3 separate regions of the Anser cygnoides genome follow, and regions 1 and 3 are each linked to region 2. The links are chromatin contacts, called in public Hi-C maps. All regions are on one chromosome and are shown on one strand. The core of a region is the stretch at or near the end of the contact, and the rest is flanking DNA. Distances in the headings are between cores, read along the strand shown. Region 1 holds the start of PM20D1 (peptidase M20 domain containing 1). Region 2 holds the start of IKBKE (inhibitor of nuclear factor kappa B kinase subunit epsilon). Region 3 holds the start of RAB7B (RAB7B, member RAS oncogene family).

Evidence for each region. A called contact is a pair of places that touch in the nucleus more often than the background predicts.
Region 1: a contact with region 2 is called in a Hi-C map of liver, with 2.5 times the contacts expected there. The contact joins the promoter of PM20D1 here to the promoter of IKBKE in region 2. A contact is called at or near these places in 3 of 7 Hi-C or Micro-C datasets (granulosa cells and liver).
Region 3: a contact with region 2 is called in a Hi-C map of liver, with 6 times the contacts expected there. The contact joins the promoter of RAB7B here to the promoter of IKBKE in region 2. A contact is called at or near these places in 2 of 7 Hi-C or Micro-C datasets (both in liver).

The regions. Positions count from the first base shown.
Region 1 is chr25:4,640,272-4,643,414 of Taihu_goose_T2T_genome, reverse strand. It overlaps PM20D1 (peptidase M20 domain containing 1), which reads left to right and starts at 1,426. Exons shown (of 13, transcript XM_048070910.2): 1 at 1,426-1,689. The coding sequence starts at 1,464. It overlaps SLC26A9 (solute carrier family 26 member 9), which reads left to right. Exons shown (of 21, transcript XM_066983159.1): 21 at 1-720.
Region 2 is chr25:4,835,165-4,838,647 of Taihu_goose_T2T_genome, reverse strand. It overlaps IKBKE (inhibitor of nuclear factor kappa B kinase subunit epsilon), which reads right to left and starts at 1,985. Exons shown (of 22, transcript XM_066983185.1): 1 at 1,823-1,985; 2 at 1,459-1,650.
Region 3 is chr25:4,676,847-4,680,452 of Taihu_goose_T2T_genome, reverse strand. RAB7B (RAB7B, member RAS oncogene family) reads left to right here and starts at 1,380. Exons shown (of 6, transcript XM_048070821.2): 1 at 1,380-1,650; 2 at 2,781-2,842; 3 at 3,243-3,369; 4 at 3,456-3,606. The coding sequence starts at 1,639.

The DNA.
Region 1 (3,143 bases), core at 177-2,676, 190 kb after region 2:
GGGTGACTACTTAAGGTCTTTTTGCTACTGCCTGAGCGCTTCTTTTATCTGCTCATTTAAAAAAAGGCAACAAAGAAATTGATGCAATGGAAGAAGTTATTCCACAGTAAGTAATCAATATTTCTGTATCTCTGAGGTAGCATCGCTTCACATGAGGAAAAATTCCAATTTCCCCTTCCTCATTCAGGGTTAGTAATAGGAGACCGATTTCTCAGGGCCTGCCAGACCTAACCCAGGAAGCCTCAGAGCAACAGACCATGTATAAAAACAGATTGTATTTTCTGAAGTTCCTGCAAGCATAATGGGTGGAATGTCAAGAGAGATGGCTTGCAAGTAGCAGCACTGACTACACGCTTTGCAATCGCGATGGCCCAGGAAGAATGATACCTCGTTTCTGTAGCCATGGGCCAGTTCCGGCAATAAATGCAACATCAGAGGACAGATGATATTCCTGGAGGCACAATGTAGCCAGCTCCAAGTCTTCATTTCTATGTGCCTGGACAAAAGAATTAGGGAAGCGCAAATTTATGCTGGGGTAGAAAATTTTAATTTCCAGTGTCCCTTTACTGCTCTTAAAATAACAGTTATGTTTATGTGTAACGGCTCTGAAGCCTTACCTGATAAATGCATGATGTATAACCAGCTCAAAATGTTTGTAATTTATTTAATTTAATATTGGTTTTGTTCTTTTTTTGATAATAAAGAATGTGTGAACAATCACTTGCTTCTTCTGCTATTTGAGCACAGGCTTTCCGTGTCAGCTCCCAGCTGGCGTTTAACCCTTCAGGAATGCTTATGCCATGGAAAGATGGGATAAATCTTTATATTCAGTACAAGACCATTGTACAGAAGGGTGGAACAAATGTTCTTGGTGAAGCCGGGTGACACGTAATGCGTTTACAGTGCTGCAATGAGATGGGTCTGAACACCAGGGAAAAACTTCTGAAGACAAGAATTGCTAAATCCAGGGCCATGTTGCTGGAGCTGGTTGTGGGGATTTTGAAACCAGGTGGCTTGAACCTCTGTCAGGAGTGGGCCTGTCCCTCGGTGAGGATTACTCCTCAAATCACCCTTTTTTTCCCCAAACGCCTGCCTTTTTGGGAGCAGCCCCCTGGCACCAAGGCTGGGTGAGGAGACACCCCCCATTGTTTGCAGCAGCGTGCCCTCAGCACCCAGCGAGCAGCAGACACCCTTAGCCACAGCTCCTAAACATCCCCTCACCACAAAAAAATACCACGTTTCACCGAGGGCAGAAAGACTGAAACACCCCCACCCCACCCTCCGCCATGCCACACGCCCCGCGGCGCGGGACTACAACTCCCAAGCCACCTCGCGGCAAGCTTGGGGCGGGACAACCCTTCCCATTGGCCACCCTCTGGGGCCGGAGCGTGCCGATTGGCCCGCGGCCACGCCCATCCTCCCCTCAGCGAGGCGGGCGGCGGCAGGGCCGGAGTCCGCCGGTGATGGCGGGCGGCGACGGCGCCGGGTGGAGGAGGCGGCGGCGGGCGGCGGCGTGGGCCGCGGGGCTGGGGCTGTGCGGGGCCGTGCTGGTGCTGGCGGCCGCCGTCCTGCTCCGCGCCCACCTCCGGCCCTCCCCGGCGCTCCCCCGGCTGTGGGCGCGGCGTGGAGGCGGCGGCCCCGCCGCCTTCAGCGCGGGCGAGCGGCTGGAGCTGAAGGAGGCGCTGCGAGGTGAGGGGGCCCCGGCGGCTCCCGGCTGCCCCCCGCGGCCCGGCCCCGGGGCAGGGGGTGGCGGTGCTGCCGCTCGCCGGTGTGCCGAGCTCGGCCCGGGGCCGGGGGGAAGCAGTGCCCGTGCTCGGGCCGCCTGCTGGCCCTTCTCCTAACGCCAGCTTTCTGTCACCGTGGCGGTTTCCCGCAGCGCTTCGGTGAGAAGTGCCTCAGCAGTTTTCTCAGGCGGGCTCTTTGTGGAGCTGTTTTATTCGCGATTGCAGTGGCGAATAAAAAGCAAAAGTAGATCATAAGCTGGTATTCCCAACTGCCCGGCGCTTGGCTCCTCCCCTGGTGCCTCGTTGGCTCAGTACTGCAGCTTCACAACCTACTCGATGCTTATGCCTATACTATATATGTGCAATTCTATTTGACCAACCGTTAACTTCTCCTTTTCCTTTTTTTTTTTCCTTCTCTCCTGACTAGAGGGCCTGTGATTTTTTGTTTTTACTGATTTCGCCCTGTTCGTCCTGTTTTTCTGTGCTCTCCTCCTTATTTTGGGACAGTGGGACCTCTCCCTCGTCTGTTTAACATCCTCCCCACTGCCCTGCCCCTGCCATGCCTGCACAATCACTTTCGAACATGCAAGGTTAGTGGAAATTTGCACTGCAAGAAACACCTTCTATTGCAAAAACACACAACTTATTTCTCACACTTCCCCCTCGTGCCTGCTCCAGGCACCCCGTGGTGGCAGTTGCTAGACATCTCCTTGTCCGCTGGAAAAATGAGTCTCTCTTCTTTTACTTTTTAATTATAGTCTCTATTATTTATTTATGGTTCAGATCTCGCACACCCCTTCCCGGCACGCAGCCCATCTGTAACGTCACGGTGTGTGTTTGTTCTCCCTAGCACGCTGCCTTCTGCAGAGGAGTTTGAGGCTATTTAGCTGGCCATTCTGCAGAAAGCCGCAATCTGGCGTGAAGGGGGTAGTCGCTGGCTGCTCAAATAGAGGTTGGGTCCTGTCAACCTGGTGTGTTATTGATTTGGACGATCTATTGCCTAGCAAATTCTGTTTACTTTTTTTTTTAATCAAGAAACACAAGAGTACAAGAGGGATATTATTTTTGTTCTGCTTCTTGAGTAACACCGCCTTGAAAAGAATCTGTAACCACCCTTGACAGATACTCTTACGAAAGGCAGCTGTGATTGGGACAAAGTTACAGCTGCGTTTTGTAGGACAGTGACTTGGTGCTGGAGAGCAGCCTTGTCTGGCCCTGGTTAAATGAGAGCAGGCTAGTCAGAGCACCAGAAGACTTTTCTGTTTATGTATCACAAGAGGTTAGAGCAGCGTGAAAGAAGGCACTGTAACAACCTTGACATCACCACCTGACTTGCTATGGAAAACGAATCTTCAGCTCCCAATTAAGCTACTTCTTTAGCTGCCAGGGTAATTTATGACTGCGGGATCAGTTCGCCTT
Region 2 (3,483 bases), core at 736-3,235:
CAGAGGTCACCCCGGCGGCTGCTCGCATCCCCCTGCCCGGCCCCACCACCATGCCCGTCCGTCCGTCCGTCCGTCCGCTCCTGGCAGTGCACGGGGACGCCGACGGCCCAGCATGGCCCTGGCAGGCAGCTCCCAGCCTCCTACCTCGCCGGCGCCGCTCTGCGCAAAGGGCTGCGCATGAGAGGCAGGGACGACGCCGTTGGTTCTGCCCAAAAACCACCCGGCCGCTGGGACCTGTTTTGCCGGCAGCAAAACACTGACAGATGCAAAAAAAAAAAAAAAAACCACACACACAAAAAACACAACACAAGCAAACAGAGCTGTAAGGTGGAGGGAGGCACCTCCCCGCTGCGAGAATAGAAACCTATGGGATTGCAAAACTCGCTCTGCGAGAATCAGCTGCGGCTGGAGGAGGAAATGCTTCAGCTTCCTGCTCGAGAAAAAAAAATTCCCAGAGTTGCAGCCATCCCCAGGCCGGGGCTGGGACAGCCTCTGCTGAAGGCAAACAGCGCTGGGCACCGGCCAGCACCCAGCCCTGCCTGGGGCGGGCAGACGGGAGGCAAAGGCAGAGCAGGATGCGTGCCCAGGGGCTGTGCTCAGCCTCCGTCAGCGGTGCCAGGCTCCCAGGCACGGTCCTGCCGTGCCTGTTTGGTGCTGAGGGGTCAGTGCTGGCCCCAGCTGCACGGGCTGCAGTATTGCACGTGGGGACGTGCTCAGGGTGGGCTGCTGGCACTGTTCTGCTTACGGAGCCACCGGGTGCTCAAAGCCCCACCAGGGGCTTCTCCAGAGCACAGAAGCCTGCAGCTGCTGGTCTTTTTCCAACTCTTCTCCATAGCTCCGTGAGGAGATGGATTTATCACGACCTGTCCGTCTCCAAGAGCTGCTTTGCAGAAGTTACAGGTCCCAGAGGCTTCCCACACCCAGCTGCAAGGACAGCTCAGCTCCTCCGGCCCTGCCCCAAAACCTCTCTGCTTGTGCAAGCCCAGCGTGCTCCCGGCAGCCGAGCCACGCCGCGGCTGCCGCACGGCTCCGGCGGTGCCCACGCACCCTGGGACCACAAAATTATCCATGCAACCACGTTCATTCACCCCAGCCTCTCCTGTTCCCCGGGGGTGTTCCTGCAGACCCCAGCTCCAGCTCCCTCCCGGCTGTGCCAGCACCGCAGAGCTCAGCAGCTCCCTGTCCCCGCAGGAGCCTTTGAGCCTGCCCCAGGTAAAGCTGCCCCAAAGAAGCGCAGAGAAGGCGAGAGGAAGCAGGTGCAGACAGAGCAAACAAGGCTGCCTCCCTCCCCAGCCGCAAACCCTCCCCCCATGTGTGTGAAGCACCAGATCCGGCCCGGCCCCAGCGCCTGCAAACACTGCCAGCGGCTTTCGGCAGCGAGCAAAGGGCGGAGGGGAGATTTCGGGGCATTCCCCAGCCCCGGCTGCTCCCGAGCTGCACCTCCAGCGTCGCTCTCACCGTATTTCAGCGATCAAGGAGATCGAGGACTTTTCGTCTCAGCAGGGAAAACCAAGGGAGGCCGTGGCGGGGCTCAGCGTCACCGGCCCCACATGCACACGGGCTCGGTCACGCAGCAACGCTTCAGCGGTGCCTCCGTGGGGTGTCCCCAGAGAGGGGCCAGAATTAGCCCCAGATGCTCAGATCCTGGCCCTGCTGGGGAAAAAGGCAGCGGGGAGGGCAAGGGGGTCACAGCCCAGGCCTGGAGCTGATGGATGAGGGGTGCACGGTGCGGGATGGGGGGTGCTCAGGGCACCCTGCCACTGCCTGCACACCCGGCTCACTTTCCCTGCTCACTTTCTGGCTTCCAGTGCCCACACCTCACCTCGCCCAGCCTCAGCACCAGCAGCCCGGGTCCCTCTGTCAGGAATTTCTTTAGGCTCACGGGGATGCGTCTAGGAGCTTTCCTGGCGGAACGAAGCCTGCATCAGTGTTTGAATCTGTGAGCACGAGATGCGTGCAAAGAAAGGATGCGATGCTTCACTGCTCTGCACACAAACCCTGCGCCTAACTCGCTCACTAATTACGGCCGAGCTTCGTTTCGCAGCCACGGGAGAGGCTGCCCCACAGCCCGCGGCGCGGTGCTGAGCCAGCAGGGCCCGGCGGCGGTCACGGCGGCCGCAGAAGCGAAGCGCCGCATCGCCGAGATCAGAGTCACCTCACTGCAGCTCAGCTAACGGGAAGAGAAAGGGACGGACGACTTCGCAAAGTCGTTTCCAGCCTCCTTTGAGATGGGCTGGGGACGCTTCGGAAACCTTTCCCCACGCAGAAAAAAAAAAAAACCACAGCTCGTTTCTCGTCTCAGGCCTGCACCAAAACCGCGCCGATGAGCGCCGTTAAGGCCAGGAAGAGGCGAAGTGAAACCCGCCGAGGGAAATGCCGAAATTTCTTCCCGAGCTGCCCACGGGCACCCCGCGCCCCTCGCCTGCTCCCACCCCGCTGCTGCCCCCCGTGGGACTCGGCTCCCTGCTGCAAAAAGAAACCGAAAGGGAGGCTTTAGGGCCATAACCCCCTGCCAGGTGTTTCTCAGGTTTCTGACCCGCACGCGTGGGTTCAGCTTTCACCGACAATGAGCCGAGCTGGGCTGCTGATGGGTAAAGGCAGGCAGGAAATAACTAAAATACTTTATAACGCCCCAAAAGGATTATTGTCGGTTGTGCAGCAAGGCTCCTCGCAGGAGCAGGAAGGGAGCTGGGAAGGGAGGATTTGAGCAGGAAGGGAGCTCAGGAGGAAGGGATTTGAGCAGGAAAGGGATTCAGGAGGAAGGATTTGAACAGGGAGGGAGTTCAAGAAGAAAGATTTCAGCAGGAAGAGGGTTTGGAAGGAAGGATTTGAGCAGGAAGGGAGTCCAGGAGGAAGAATTTTAGCAGGGAGGGAGCTCAGGAGGAAGGGTTTGAGCAGGAAAGGGATTCAGGAGACCGGATTTTAGCAGGAAGGGAATTGGGAAGGAAGGATTTTAGCAGGAACAGAGTTTGGAAGGAAGGATTTTGGCAGGAAGGGAGTTCGGGAGGAAGGGTTTTAGCAGGGAGGGAGCTCGGGAGGAAGGGTTTTAGCAGGGAAGGAGCTCAGGAGGAAGGATTTAGCCATCAGCGCCTGCTCCAGGCGGGGGCAGCAGAGCCCCACCGATGCCGAAGCTCCCGCAGGGATCCGGCCCCGCGGCGGGGGGGGTCGGGGGGAGCCGCGCCCTCCCCGGGGCCGCAGCCCCGACCCCGCTCCCCCTTTTTTGCGCTGAAGGTGGGGGGGGAAAGGAGACGATCGGAAGGGGGCAAGGGTGTTACAGCATCCTCCTCGGCGCTGCTGGAGAACCACAATCGTTTGTCCCTATTATGTCCCTCCACTTCCTAGCTCGTGGTTATTAAAAAAAAAAAAAAGAAATAAAAGCACCCCTCAGCCTGCCCCCTGCAAATCAAGGGGGGCTCAGGGAGGGGGCTCCCCCCTTCTGATCCGTTATCACCCAGGGGACTGATCCCGGAGCCTCACGGGTGG
Region 3 (3,606 bases), core at 131-2,630, 160 kb after region 2:
TTTGCCCCTCCTGCCTGAAAGCAGAAGTGGAGGGGGGCATCGGCTGGGGCCATGCACCACAAACCCATCTCCAGCGGCACGGAGGGCTCGGATCATCCAAAGGGGGAGCCTCCCCCATCCTGGGCTGGGCGGGCACGTGGCGAGGGGAGCACAGAGGGACCTGGGGCAACGGCTGCTGCAGGGCCCTGCTGCAAGGGCAAAGGTGAAGCAGCGCAATGAGACTGAAAACAGGGATTAGGAGAAGGTGGGAGAGAGCTGCTCTAGGGGAACATCAGCCTTTTTATCCACCAGCGGTGAGAAGTGCCCACAGGCTGGCTCAGGTAATTCTCCCACCTCCTCCTCGCTCCTATCCGTGCCTACCCCATGGGGGAAAAGCAGAGTTTCTGGCCAGACAGGTCCCAGAATTATACCTGGGAAGGAGGAGGAGGACTTGTCCTGCTGAGCACAGCGATCTTCTCGTAGATCCCATAAGGGACATCTGCAGCACCTGCAGCTAGAGGGGACAGCAGGTTAGGGGCTGTCCCCTGACGGAGACCCTGCGAGGCTGCGCGTGGGAAGCTCCTGCCCTGCTGAGCATGAATCACTGCAGAGCCCCGACCAGGAGACACCTCCCGAATTTACCCTAACCGCGTGAGACAGCTAGCAAACAGAGCCAAAACATGAGGTCAGGCGGCAGAAATGCAGGAGCTGGTGGCTGTTGTTCGTGGTGAGGGAGCCAGGAGGGTTCACGCAGGAGGGTGGAGAAGCCCCGAATCCTGTTGCACACTTGGCAAATGCTCGGGACCTGCCCTTGCACGCCTGCATCCCTCCCGGCAGCCAAGCAGGGCTCTGCAGCCGCGGCACAGTGGGGTTTCTCGTGATGTCCCTGTAGGACACGTCTCATGCTGAGGAGTCGCAGCCACCAGCATGATGCTCGTGGGGAGGTGTCTCAGTGCTCGCAGAGATGCTTGGATGCTCCCTCGGCGGCAGCTCTGTCTGGCTGAGCAAGGAGAGCCCCAAAATCTTGCTTGTGACTTGCACACACGTCCTGGTCCAGGGGCTGACACCAGTTTGGGTCCCTGCTGCTGTCCCCTTCTTCTGGGGTGTGCGTGGGGTGGCAGCAGCACCCGTGGGTGCTGGCTGAGAGCCCCCAAGTGCCCAGCGGGCTGCAGGGACACAGCACAGTGAGCAGCGCTGCGACCCCTCCTGCTCCAAACCCTGCCCCTCTCTGCCTCCCTGCGAAACGAGACGCAGCCCCACAGACCCCCCTAAAGGGGGGCCAGACCGGCACAGACCCCTGCCCCTCTCCCACCCCCACCAACCCCAACCCCTCCGCATGGCCCAGCCCGTGCTATCGGCGGCGTCCGAGCAAAGTCCAGGCTAGCTCCCGTGCGGGGAGCGATGCTGCAGGGAGCTGCTCACCCAGCGGAGGGGCCAAGAGCTGGCTCCAGCAGCCAACACCGCGCCCGCCCCGCAGCTCCCGGGCGGCTCCCAGCCCCTCGGTGCTGATGTCACGGCGCGGGGGCCCGTAGCCGCCTTCCAGCAGGCAGGAGGAACCAGCTCCGGGGCTGCCTCTGCTTCCTGGATCCTCTCCTTTCGCCTTTTCCCAGCCTGGGCGGCGGCGAGCGGAGCCCAGCGCCTTGGCCACCCGAGCGGGCGATGCCCCGGCAGGTGGGTGCACGGCCCCGCGGCCCCCTGGGAGCCATGCGTTGGGCCAAGAGCCAGGATGGGAGAGCCCAGCCCCTGGGAAGGCTGGCAAAAAGACGGGAGGGTTGTGCGTGCCGGGGATCAGCGAGGAACGAGGATGGGGTGCCAGAGGGTGGGTGGGAGAGCTGGGGGGGTCCGGCTGGGCGATGTGCCCCCCCCGGGGGGCAACGTGCCGTCCGCACCCCGTGCGTGGGGAGCAGCGCGGAGCCCGACAGCGCATCGGGGAAAAATGCAGGGATTTGGCTGCCGGTGGGTGAGTGGTGCCAGCTGCTTCCCGGCAGCGCGGGGCCTGGTGCCGCTGTGCAAATGGGGCTGCGGGGGGCTGCGGGGGGCTTTGGCCCCCCCGGGGAGGGGGTGCTGGGGGGCTGCGGGGGCGCAGGAGCCGGTGCGCGCGGAGCCGTGCTCCCCGCTCGGGTGGAAACGTGCAGAAATCAAAAGCAAAGCCCCAGCGCCCGGTTCAGGCCCTTCCTGTGGATGCTGAGGAAGCAGCAAAGGGCACAAACCCCTGGCGTGGGCTTTGCCTTGGGCAGCGTTTGTTAGCCAGGCCCCTCGCTGTGGACCCACATCCCCCCCCCCAGGCTCCTGAGCAGCCGGACCCCCCGGGGCAGGCGGGGGGGGGGTCTCTTGCGGTGCTCCTGAAATGCTTAGGGCACCCATGCAAGGATTTATGGCCACAGTTTCCCTTCATAATTCTCCCCAGGACCACATCCCCCCCCCCGTTTGTCAGGTTTCTGGGGAGGGGCTGCACTTCAGAGGGAGGCAGAGGAGCCGGGGAAGTTTCCCACAGCAGCTTCTCATGGAAATGAGCTCGTGCCCTGCTGCAGCGTGTCCGGGCGTGCTACAGCTCCCGGGGAGCCGGTCCCCGGGCAGTGACGTGGGCCAGGCTGGCACAGGGCGGGGGGGTCCTGTGCCCAGCACCACCAGGGGCCATGAGCACAGCACCCTGACATGGTTTGGGTCGCAAAGGGAGGTGCTGGGGGGTGCAGGGAGGCTGCAGGGACCAGCGGCTGCTCCCACCCCTCGCTGGGGTTCGCCAGGCTCCCACCCCCACAGCCCCTCGTTGCTGCTCCACGGTGACCCCTCTCGTCCCGCAGGGCCCGTCCATGGATGCCAGCAAGAAGGTGGATCTGAAGATAATTATCATAGGAGCTCTGGGGTAAGGAGCTGGCTCCGGGGCTGCTGAGTCCCTCTGTGCTTTTAAACGATGCAAAATCCTCCTGAACACCACGTGCCCAGCCCCACGCTGCCCAGTGGCCAGCGGGACCTGCAGGACACAAACCCTAACCCTCAGCCCTCGGGCTGCAGGGAGGTGAAAACCTTGGGCTGGGATGGAGGCGAGCAGAGGGGGCTCACCATACCTAGACCCCCCCCATACTCGCCCTGCAGCTGGCAGTGCCCGAGGTCCCATCCCTGTGTGGAAGGTGCTGGGAGGAAGCCCCGTGCATGCCCCAGCCCGGGATCCCCTGGGCGCGCAGCCCCCGTGCTGGTAGCCACCAACTCCTCGAGCCCGGCTTCACCATGCAAAACCCTCACCCGTGTCCCTTCCGTCCCCCCAGCGTGGGCAAAACCTCCCTGCTGCACCAGTACGTGCACAAGACGTTCTACGAGGACTACCGCACCACGCTGGGCGCCAGCATCCTGACCAAGGTGATCGCGGTGGACAACACCCCCCTGAAAATGCAGGTGAGGTGCCCTGATAGTCCTGTGTGCCAGCACCTCCCGGTGTCCCCCGATGCCTGCTGGTGTACCCATGCCCTTCTCTGCCCCAGATCTGGGACACGGGGGGACAGGAGCGATTCCGGTCCATGGTGTCGACCTTCTACAAAGGCTCTGATGGCTGCATCCTGGCCTTTGACGTGACGGACAGGGAGTCCTTTGAGTCCCTGGACAACTGGAGAGATGACTTCCTGGAGAAGGTGA